Linked DNA regions of Ovis aries: region 2 is linked to region 1. Evidence: chromatin contacts called from public Hi-C data. All regions are on one chromosome and are shown on one strand. The core of a region is the stretch at or near the end of the contact, and the rest is flanking DNA. Distances in the headings are between cores, read along the strand shown. Region 1 holds the start of ALG14 (ALG14 UDP-N-acetylglucosaminyltransferase subunit). Region 2 holds the start of RWDD3 (RWD domain containing 3).

Region 1 (5,622 bases), core at 1,451-3,950:
CTAAATTTTGGACATGAACTATTAAATTATTTATCTAACTACAAATCTTTCTCTGGTTTGGATGACTTTTGGAGGTCCTTGACTCTTCATACCCTCAATGGTTCGAATGACAGAGGGCACCGCCTGCCTGACAAATTCTCAATTTTAGTTTTGGTTCCCAGTCTGCCAAATCTCATGATGTTAAGTGAATGGCTCGAACATCCATTCTTCCATCTATCTGCTCAAGCCAGAAACCCAGACATCACTCTTGAGCCCACCTTCCCATCACCCTCCACTTCCAATCCACAATTCTAGTGATTTTTATCTCCCAAATCTCACTTAAATGTATATACTTTTCTCCATCCCCTCACTCATCAACCCCAGTCAGGCTGTCACCTGTCACCTGAAATATTCAAAAGGCTACTACTTGTCTCCCTACCTCAGTCTTTGTCAAGACATTCTCGTGATAATGCAGGCTGAATGATCTTTGTGAAAGCTCAGATTCAACTGGGTCACTCTCCATTTAAAATTCTTTAAAAGATTCCTTTGCTACTAGGACTATCAAAAGTCATCACTTATTAAATGCATTACTATCTGCCAAGCACTTTGCTAAGCACTTTACCACCACATTTACTCTCTCATCCTAACTCAAATTTTTCAAAGTAGAAATAGAAGGTTCAATGAGGTTAACTAATTTGCCCAAGATCACCAAATTATTAAGTGGCAGAGATGTCATTGGAGAAGGCAATGGCACCCCACTCCAGTACTCTTGCCTGGAAAATCCCATGGACGGAGGAGCCTGATGGGCTGCAGTCCATGGGGTGGCCAAGAGTCGGACATGACTGAGCGACTTCACTTTCACTTTTTACTTTCATGCATTGGAGAAGGAAATGGCAACCCACTCCAGCGTTCTTGCCTGGAGAATCCTAGGGACGGTGGAGCCTGGTGGGCTGTTGTCTATGGGGTCACAGAGAGTCAGACATGACTGAAGTGACTTAGCAGCAATAGCAGCAGAGATGTCATTTAACTCCAGTATTATGTTAATTTAGAGGTAAGTGATCCTAATGACTACATGGTAGAATGCAGTGGAGTAGTGTCCCTTGCTCTATGTGTGTGTGTTTGGGGGGTGTTAAAATACCCTCTCCAATCATTACCTCCCCACATCCAACTCACTGCAGGAGTGCTCTCTCACGTCTGGCCTTCCAAGTGCCATGGCTTTCTTTACACACCTTTCCAGACCTCAAAGACCCAGCTCCCCCTTGTCTGGCTAATTCTTAGTCATCTTTCAAGTATCCCTTTAGACATCACTTCTTCCAGGAAGCCTCCTGCCTCAGGTTCAGATAAAGTGATGCCCAGTGTGAACTTACATAGCAGTTTCTACTTCCCAGGTTACAGCACTTTTCTCATTGCAGTAAGGATCCATTCTGTTTTTTGTTTTCTGTTAGTTTTTCTATATTCTCCATTTCATTCACAGCTGTTCCCTCACACCTTTCGGTGCTTGGTACATAGTCAGCACTCCATGACAAGTAGTGTTAATCAGGTTTGTTATTTTCAGGGCTTAGTTTATTGCCTGCCCTCTCTCCCATGGCTCAAAACACATTAAGGGAATAAAGTAATGAATTACACGTGAACATAGGTTTGGAACACGTGCTAATACTATAAATATTAATCTTTCTGGATGCAATCTTCTGGCATTTCTGTATGTACATAGTGTGGGTGTGTATGGCTCTCAGAACTGTCCATTTAAAGTTGTAAGCGCCTACAGAGCTGGCCGAATCCGTTTAGATTGCATTATCTGACTGTACAGATTGTTGTTCATTCCCTGACACAATATCCTGAGGTGTGTATTGTTCTCCTGTTGGTAGGTAATTGCTTCTACACTCGCAGATTTTGTATATCTGTTCAGTTCAGTTCAGTTGCTCAGTCGTGTTCGACTCTGCGACCCCATGAATCGCAGCACGCCAGGCCTCCCTGTCCATGACCAATTCCCGGAGTTCACTGAGTCTTTTCCAATGAGTCAACTCTTCCCGTGAGGTGGCCAAAATACTGGAGTTTGTATATGTATACTTATAAATGCGACGATTCGGTTTGTCTTGTTTTTCATGCAGCAACTGTGATTCCTAAATCCCAAATGTCTAGATTAATAATGCAAAACAATATTTTTCAGGGAAATTCCATGTTGCATCAACAGGCTTCTGTGTCATCTTTGGTAACTGATACTTACTTTGTTAGAAAAATATACGCTACAGAAAAGCTTATTATAGATAAGTGTAAATTATGCATTTGTCAATAAACGCGCGGCTTGAGGCACTTTGACAACAAACCAGCGTTTTGCCCAGGTTGGGCTGACTTGAGCCAATCACGCAAACTACAAATCTCAGCATTCAAAGCTGCAAAAAGTCATACTGGCGCTGCGAAGAGCGCCGCGGTGGACTCTGGGTTTTGTAGTTCCCGACCCTAGTCCGCCAGTCACGGCCCGTATACTCACCAGATCCAGCCACCACCAAGAGGCTGAGAGACCGCCGAGGCACAGGAGCGCGAGGACTCAGGACTACCCACAGCCGCACTGCCAGCAGCAGCAAGGCCAGGGCTCCTGCAGCCGCCACGAGGATAAGGGCACCACCCATTCAAAGAAAATACGCATGCGTGCTATCCCGGTGCCGGCCGAGGAGCGGTCAGAGTTCAAAACTACGGGCTCTCCGGAGACTCAAATTCGAAGAGTGGGCGTCTTGGTGGGTGTGGCTTGCTTGAGGTGGGAGGAGTTCAAGGCCAGAGGCGGAAGCCCGGGCTCAGACCGCTCCGCTGGCTTCCGGCGGGGTGGTGGGGGGCGGGTTTCTGCTAACAAATAGCCAGTGCATAAACTGAAATTCACGGATTAACACCCTGGAGAAGTTTGGTTGCAGCGCATGAGACTGACACGCTACCTGTGCGCTCTAAAGAACCCCGGAGCGCCCAAGTTAGCAGGTGTTCCAGCTTTACCAACTTTGTGACTTCCACCTGAGGCCAATGGCATACATCGCCGTTTTTTTTTTTTATGAAACGCCGAGAGAAATGTTTCTGTTGCACATGCGCAGCTACTACTGAAAGTGTTTGCAGTTAAAGGTACCTTGGTACAGAAAGTTGAATTTAGGGCCTTCGTATTTCTCCTCTTTCCCAACGCTCAGACTTTTTACTTTTCTAGACGTTTTCACACATCTCGAACAGTGTGACCAGAGTAGGTGATCACCTCAGGTTACACCGTGATCCTGAGAGGAGTGGATGCTCAGGGGCTCAAGGTGGCGGGCTAGAGATGGCATCGTCCTATTCAGTTAATTTTACCATAAAGGCAACACCTCCCCTATCTCAATTTTGCTTAATTTTGTGTTTACTTAATTCCCATTACAGCAATATAAAAATACTGGGAGAAACCCCTTCATCCCATGGGTAATTTGTCTTCAGTTCCCCGTGGACTTGTAGGTTAGATAGGACAAGTGTACAGAGGAGTAAACAAGTCCAGAAAGGTTAAACAGCTTGCTCAAGTGAGATAGTGGCAGGTTTAGATTTAGACAGTGGAAACCCCAGCTCCTGCTGCATAGGAGTTTACATTGTGTATTCCTTTGCTAGGTCTTCGCTGATTGCTCAGATGGTAAAGAATCTGCCTGCAATGCAGGAGACCTGGGTTCCTTCCCTGGATTCTGGATCAGGAAGATCCTTTGGAGAAGGAAATGGCAACCCACTCCAGTATTCTTGCCTGAAGAACTCCATGGACAGAGGAGCATGATGGGCTACAGTCCTCAGGATCACAAAGAATAGGACATGACTGAGCAACATTTTCACACATTCCTTTGCTAAATTCAAACTTGCTTAGGTCCTAGAACAGTGTTTTTAAAAATGTGACGCCTAGGGTACAGTAGGGAGCTACTGAAACAGAATCTCCAGGGGAGAGGCCTAAGATCAACTCATCTAACCAATCCGTCTATTTCTATCAGCAGGCAAGTTTGGGAAGTATTTAGGAACTCTGTGGCATCATTTTTTGGCTAATGGACCTTGCAGCACTTCCTGTAGTCTATCAAATCCTCTTAACGCTGTATCCTCACAATAAGGTCATAAGGTGGATATTATTTTTGCACTTTACGGATAAAGAAAAGGATTCTATAAAAGTTAAATTGCTTAAGATTACTTAGCTGGTAGTGGTGGTGAAGTTTTATAATTGTGGGTTTGGAAGTCAGTGCCTGTCAGATTTTGATGGCATCAGAATCCCCTGGGCTTACAAATACATAGATGAAAGTCCAGAGGTAGAGCCTCTGGCTCAGTATGAACAACAGCTTAAGACCATTACAAAGGATCTAGTTTTCTTTCATCTGCCCGCTCTGCCATTCCCAGCAATGGCTTCAGCTTAACACTGTTTCCCCTCCTACTTAAAAGCAGGTATTTAGTGGTCTCAGAAATTATATCTGGTCTCCAGATTTCAAGAGGTTATCTTGTTATCAGGCCCTTGTTTGTTAGTTTGTTTAAGAGGGAGGAAACCTTTTCCAGAACCTCTCACAGAAGACTTTCACTATCTGGCCTTGTTTATATCACCTGCCTACTCATCAAAGGAATGAGACCACAAAGCTGGCTGGGGTAGGATGGAGGATGACATACAACTCACCTGTTGTATCTGGCTGTTTGGTGTAGGGTGGGTGCTGAACAAAATGGACATTCTCTTGGAGAGGAGGAAGTTGGAGGAGGGTGGAGGAGAGAGAATTGTTGGGTAGGCAAATAATAGTGTTTGGATTGCTGCGGAGATCGTATGTCTGAGGTGGTGCTGTAAACTGACACAGGCAATGCAGATGTTGGACATATTGATAATGTCTAGAACCCAAGCCCCAGGAGATACCCCTGCATTCCCTGCTACCCGTCTCCTCACTACTGGAATTACCTGTACGAAAAATCAGCTTGGCCACACTTAGTTGCAGGTGGGATGAATAGAGGGTAATCAAGCGTTTTAGTGACTACCAATAAATGCCTAGAATCAAAGAAGGTGGAGTAGTAGACATTGTTTGGAGTTATTGGTTATTTTGAATTAAGGCTGACAAGGAAGTTGAGGACACAGGGAGGAGCTGAGTGGCAGGCAGGGACAGAAACCAAGTTGGGAACTCCCAAACACAATAAATGTCTGCTGTGTGAGCTGAGTCCTGTGGGCTTGACAGGCATGGAATATAATTAAGAGGTCAAGAAACTATACTGGATTAATCAGAAAAGGCTGGACTGACCAGGAAGGAGCAACAAAAATTTCTTTTGGGGAGGTAAGCTGCACTGACAATGCAGATAAATGCACAGAGGTAAAGTGTATGAAAGTGTGAAAATGTATTAGTAATTGATAAACTGAATAATAATATTGAGCCGTAATCAATCCTAAGTAAAGTCTGCCTGGAAGTGATTTTTATTATCTTCTTAAATCTGTTTTCTAAAATTTCTCTAACAAGTATTATTCATGAATATTTTTAAAAGTAAGATTATTTTGCACTATTAAATAGCCTTGTACTTATTAATTTTTTTCAACATATTTGATGCACACATGCTGTGTGCTAGGTTTCGGTGCAGGGGATCGTGTATGAGAAGGACACTGATCCAGACAAAAACCTTAGACAAGGAAGATGACAGTGGGAGGCAGAAGAGGGT
Region 2 (5,622 bases), core at 1,902-4,401, 160 kb after region 1:
TTAGTGGTTCTTGAAAGCATTTTTACTTGCCTCATAGTCTTAATATGATCATTTTCCTTATCACACTTCCATTCACTTCAGAATTAGGAGTCAGAATTAGGGTTCTAGGACCCTCCCCAATATGTATGTGCAACTTTTTGTTAAGATGGCCTGTGGGTGCATGTTCACACTTAATATGGGGTTGGACTCCCTCCCTTTTTGAACCCCCAGAAGCCTTCCTGCGCATGTGCAGACAGGGAAGTCTTCCTTGACCTTAGGAGTGGGTACCTTATCTCTTGCTTCATAGCTTTTGCCACTAGCACTGTTCCTCAAGAGTCTGGATGAGAACAAAGCTTCAATTTTACTCCAATTGACAAACACCAGCTGTCCAGCCCAGGGGCCCATCTGTCTCCTACCTTAATTTGACTTAAAATTGCAGACACAGAGTTGAATATTTCAGTCCACATACTACATATGATAAAGTAAATAGAAAGGTTTTCCCAGAAAAGTTAAAGAACTCTTTCTCGTGGGCTAGTGGTTTTAACTGGAGGTGAGAGATTTATAGCTTCTCCTTTGGTCTTGGGAAAGCAACTATTTAGGAAAGTTGCATATATAAACAATATTGTTCTAGGAAAACAAACACTGTTGAGGCAGAGGAGTAGAGAAGAAGAGAAAGAGATCATGCTCTAACTAGACATTTATCCACATGTCTAGATATCATTGCACATTTAAATATTTAGAATTTTCAGTAGCATATGAATCCAAGAAAATTTACTACATTAAGGTAGGCTTCAGATATTTGACATGTAGCTGGTATTTTCATAGTGAGAGAAATATCAAGCTGACATTATGCTTTCTCTGTGATGATTACTTCCAAATGTCAGAGAATAGAAACTTATTCATAGGACTTCAGGGCCTGAGGATACTGTCAATTTAAAAGACATGCACATCGACTCCTGTTTTATTTAAACATGCTAAATGGAGTATGAGAAGCAGGTTAGGAAATCAACGAAGAAAGGAAAAGCAAAGAAGAAACCTATTGACAAGAAAATTTTACATAGATCGATGCACTCTTACATCAATTTCATGGACACCTTGTGACAACAGGCTTCAGGGATGCCTCCTAATATTTCTGACAGCTGTAGTCTTGCTGTTAATATTATTGTACTCATATCACTTATATTGAATTCAGGAAATCAAAAAAAAGATACGAACTACTTGATTTTTTTGTCGATTATCTTTAATAAGTCAAATAAATTAATATTTTCCTACCACTCTTAATACTAACATTGGATTTCAAGCTAAAATTAAAAATAGTTCAATGATGTTTTAAATTAAAAATTTATTCTTTTGCTCACCAAACTCTTTAGCAGCTACTGAACCTACTGAACTGCTGCTACTTTGGAAATAACTCAAAGGAGTTATTATTATTAAACAAATTGGCCACATCAGAGATAATTATGCATTTAAATAAACCTTTGTCTTTTCAGCTATGTACACAGCAGTGCTCTTAATTACTTGGGGTCACTAAAACCCCAAGGCATTCTCTGAAAGGCATTTCTCCTGCAGTTTATCTTGTTAAACTTCCTTTCTGTTCTCAGAAGACAGTATCTTTTCCTTTTTAAGACCCCTTCTTAGTTGGAGTGGGAAGGATGTTAATGATGGGAACATGAATTCAGTCTTTAAATCAGCCCTGTTTCCCTGATATCCATAGGTCAATGACAAGAGTCACTGTGTAGCCATCTAAATTCCCTGATTTATCTCACAAAATGTTATTTCTGATACAAACAAAAATCGTGGGACCTCTGTGAACTAGGCCAGCTACTTTTTGGGTCTGCAAAATTTTAAAGTGTTACTTGACAAACAAAAGGATAAGTCAAACATACTGAAAAAACTATCACACGGAATCATTGTAATCTTGTTCACAAAACCAACGCTGAAACAGAATGGATTGATAATTCTGTTACCCTATTGCTACCTGAACATTCTTAGATTTGAGTGGAGTTCAGAATCACATTGCTTTGTATCAATCGAAGATCACAAAATGAGTAATGTTGAAAAGCTAGCATTTGGCACATTTACATACTTGATTGTACCCTCAAAGGCCCAGGAGTTCCACTTGCATTGGCAAGTGGGGGTTGCCAATCAGCAGAGCTGTCCCCTATGATTTTGTTTGTTTGTTTGCTATTGTTTACATGCTAAGCCATGTCTAACTCTTTTGAGACCCCATAGACTGTAGCGGCTAGGCATCCTTTGTCCATGGGATTTCCCAGGCAAGAATACTGGGGTGGGTGGCCATTTCCCTTCTCCAGGGGATCTTCACCACGCAGGGACTGAACCTGGGTCTCCTGCATTGGCGGGTGGGTTCTTTACCACTGAGCCACCAGGGAACCCTGTGAAGCCAGAGACAAATAGGAACGTTATGACACTGCTCCCAGCACCTGGGTACACAGGTCCCCCGCAAGGGTCCAGGCCACCCCAGTAACATCCTTAGACTGCAGAGCTGGCAGGTCCAACTCTTGCCTTCTGAACCATCGTTAGGAGAAAGAAAAAGAGGAATCCGGTCTTGCTCTAGAGTCTGAGTGCCAGTTACCGCTCAGCATGTGGAGGTTGTTACTGCCCCGGAAGTTTTCCGGGTGTCCCAGATCGCCTGGGTCTCCAGTACCTCCATGAGGGCGGAGAATCTCCTCTGATCTGTTAACTGCAGTGTCTCTAACCCGTAGTTCACTTCTGAGCCAGACAGGGGCTAACCTCTTCTGGTCACTTCCCTGCTTTTTTTTTTTTTTTCCCCTAACCTCCAAGTTCCCTTCAAGGACGAGTCTGGGAGGGAATGGCTAGTGTTCAAAGCCCGGACTAAAGTTAGAGAATTTCCGGCTTTGCTAGGCGGCTTCCCTGTGTTAGAAAAGCAGCGGGTGAGCTGTACGGTGGCCTCTGGCAGACACCCTGCCTCGGACCACAGGGCCTTCACCCTTGGAGAAAAGTCCCCCAAACGGCGTGAGTCTTCCGGCTGCAGTTACAGAGCCGGAGCTTGTGGGCGGGGCGTCTAGCGGCATCCAGCCCGCGGAGCCCAGCGGAGACGCGGGGCGCCCCCCGGTGGCAGCCTGGCCGCACTGTTCTGGGACGGCCGGGGCGGCAGCAGCGGCGGAAGGGGCGGTGCCGAGCGTGCGAGGCCGTGCGGCCATGGCGGAGCCGGTGCGGGAGGAGCTCTCGGCCCTGGCAGCGATTTTCTGCGGGCCTGACGAGTGGGAAGTGCTGAGTCTCTCAGGTGACTACTTCCGCGCCAGAGGGACCCGGGCTCCTCACCACCCCGGCTGGGCTCACCGCCCCGAGCCCACTCTTGGGGGCCGGGGTAGATGAGTGATGGAGTGACAGGCGCCGGGACTGGGCGTGTGCGGGAGCAGGCGGGAGAGTGCGGCGACCCTTAAAACATGAATAGTGTAGCGCCCCTTCCCGCTGCTCTGCAGTCAACCGAGAACACAACGCTCAGGCTCCTGCAGCCCGTCGGCCGGTCCCTGCTTCCCGCGCCCCTTCATCCACTGGTCCGTCTCACCCACTACTCTCGCGTCCCCCACTCGCCCGTTCCCACCTCCATTCGCTCCCCCCCATTCCTTGATTTCCCCCCATTCTCCCGTCCCCCGCCCCCCGCCACTCACCTATACATCCCCCTCACATACCTCCCCCCGCGGCCGTTTCACCCCCTAATTGTCCTGGTCACTCCTCAACTCGCTGAGGGCTACCAGCTGCGCCCTCCTGGACAGCGTCCCCCCAGGCTTTCCCTGGGTGTCCTGAACCTATTCTTCAGATCTCATCTTAAAAAGAGGTCTCTCCTGACACCCCTAGTTTAAAGCCAACTTCGCCATCGGGGCACCCATTGAAGTTTAACTAAATGGGTATTTGGTTGTCTCAAGTTGCAAGAAGGCAGGACCCTGTCCGTTTTGTAATCACAAAACTGCGGGCACCTAGGTCAGTGCCAGGTACGTGGTAGGTATTCATAGTAAATTATTGTTGAATGAATTTTTGAATTCAAACAGCGCTCACTCAGAGCTCTCCCAGTTGGATTGTTTTTCTTCAGCTTTTTTAGTTCGCTTAAAGGTGGTTGTCAATTACAGGCTCTTGGAGCGCATTAATTGTTCCGCTCACATTTGAGTCCCTGAAAACTCAAGGTTTTTCAAAGACACTTTCCCCAGAGCTTACAGTTTAGAACGGTTCTTCTGGGTTTATTTTCATGATAGCGAAAACTTACTCTCTGTATCTGTCTGTAGCTTCTGTTAAGTAAAAAACAAAACTTCAGTTTATGAAAAAGTGCAGTGGTGCAGATGATTTTCAGTTTTCTCTTAGCTTTCAAATACACTATGTAAATTTTTTGGCATGAGATCTAAACTTCTGTCATGTTGCAGCTGCTATTAAAATCGTCTTTCTGACCATAAATTGATTGACCTTTAAGAAGGGAGTCTAAAATGTCTGGGTGTTGTGAGAAAGCTATCAAGGGTTAGGATCTATTCCTCCTGTCCATGTGACGTGTTATTCACCTGCGGAGGCTTGCCTCCTTTTCACTTTTTCCTCTTGATCACCAGTCTGTACACGTTCATTTAGCACTGTTGTGTTCTGGGCACCATGAACCAATTTATGTGGTGAAGCTGCTTTCTTTTCAATGCCTAGCCTGTCTTGCAGCTTTCTGAAACAACGTTTAAAATCCTTATGAAAAGATTTACTCACTTTTAGTGTTTTTTTTGGGGGAGGGTCACCCATCTTCTGATAGGATAGCATCTGCTATTCTTTATCACCTTACTTGCTGTCTTCACTACTTTCTTTATTGATAATTACTTCATTATTTCTACTTGAGGCAGGCTATTTGAGGACATCATTAGTTTTCTTTAATTCCTTTATTATGGCTCAACTGGGAATATCCTGGGAAAATGAACCAGGATTTACCATTACACCTGAGAGAGGATGGAGTAACCGTGATCTGTGTCCTCAGCACATGGCTGAACATAGGACACTGCTGATGGTTCAGAGAAAACTGAAAAAAGTAAGCACAGAAAGAAAGGAAGCAATTTTTTGATACAAAGAACACTGTGGACCCTTTATCTGCTGTTAAATTGAGCATGACTTCAAGCCATGCCTCCTAATTAATTTAATTCAGTGTTCTGGCATCAGTAAGTAATTGAATTATAAAAGAATTCAGTGTAACAACTTAGGACATTTTGTTGCTGAAAGGTTCATTGGAGAATAAAACAATTCAGTGGTTGAAATAGGACTGTTTGATGTTCACAACTGGGAATTAAGGGTACCTAAGAACTGCTTTAATAGACCACAGTAAACATCCAGTGGGGCTGCTGGCTACCACTCGCGGTCACTGTCAGCCTGGATTGGAGGATATAAGCTTAACACCAGAACATTCTGAATACCATCAGTTCCTTCCTGGCCTTTCCCTCAAATAAGCTTCTCTTTGTTGCCTCTGAAATCAGGTTAACATTGGTAGGATTGTGCTTCTGGTAGGAGGTAGCCCGGGAAGGCTCAGGCTGCCAACCCAGGGGTCATATATTAAGGCCATAAGATTGAAGAGTCTGAATAATTGCATATTTTTGGCTGGACTAATTTGTGCTGAGAATTTCACGGGACTTACATACACTGTGGCCTCTT

The links. A called contact is a pair of places that touch in the nucleus more often than the background predicts.
Region 2: a Hi-C map of hypothalamus shows a contact between it and region 1, with 3 times the contacts expected there. The contact joins the promoter of RWDD3 here to the promoter of ALG14 in region 1. A contact is called at or near these places in 2 of 16 Hi-C or Micro-C datasets (hypothalamus and liver).

Annotation. Positions count from the first base shown.
Region 1 is chr1:72,188,882-72,194,503 of ARS-UI_Ramb_v3.0, forward strand. It overlaps ALG14 (ALG14 UDP-N-acetylglucosaminyltransferase subunit), which reads right to left and starts at 2,701. Exons shown (of 5, transcript XM_060400931.1): 1 at 2,468-2,701. The coding sequence starts at 2,606. TLCD4 (TLC domain containing 4) reads left to right here and starts at 2,771. Exons shown (of 8, transcript XM_060400907.1): 1 at 2,771-3,081; 2 at 3,583-5,246.
Region 2 is chr1:72,346,029-72,351,650 of ARS-UI_Ramb_v3.0, forward strand. RWDD3 (RWD domain containing 3) reads left to right here and starts at 3,152. Exons shown (of 4, transcript XM_027972265.2): 1 at 3,152-3,244. The coding sequence starts at 3,160.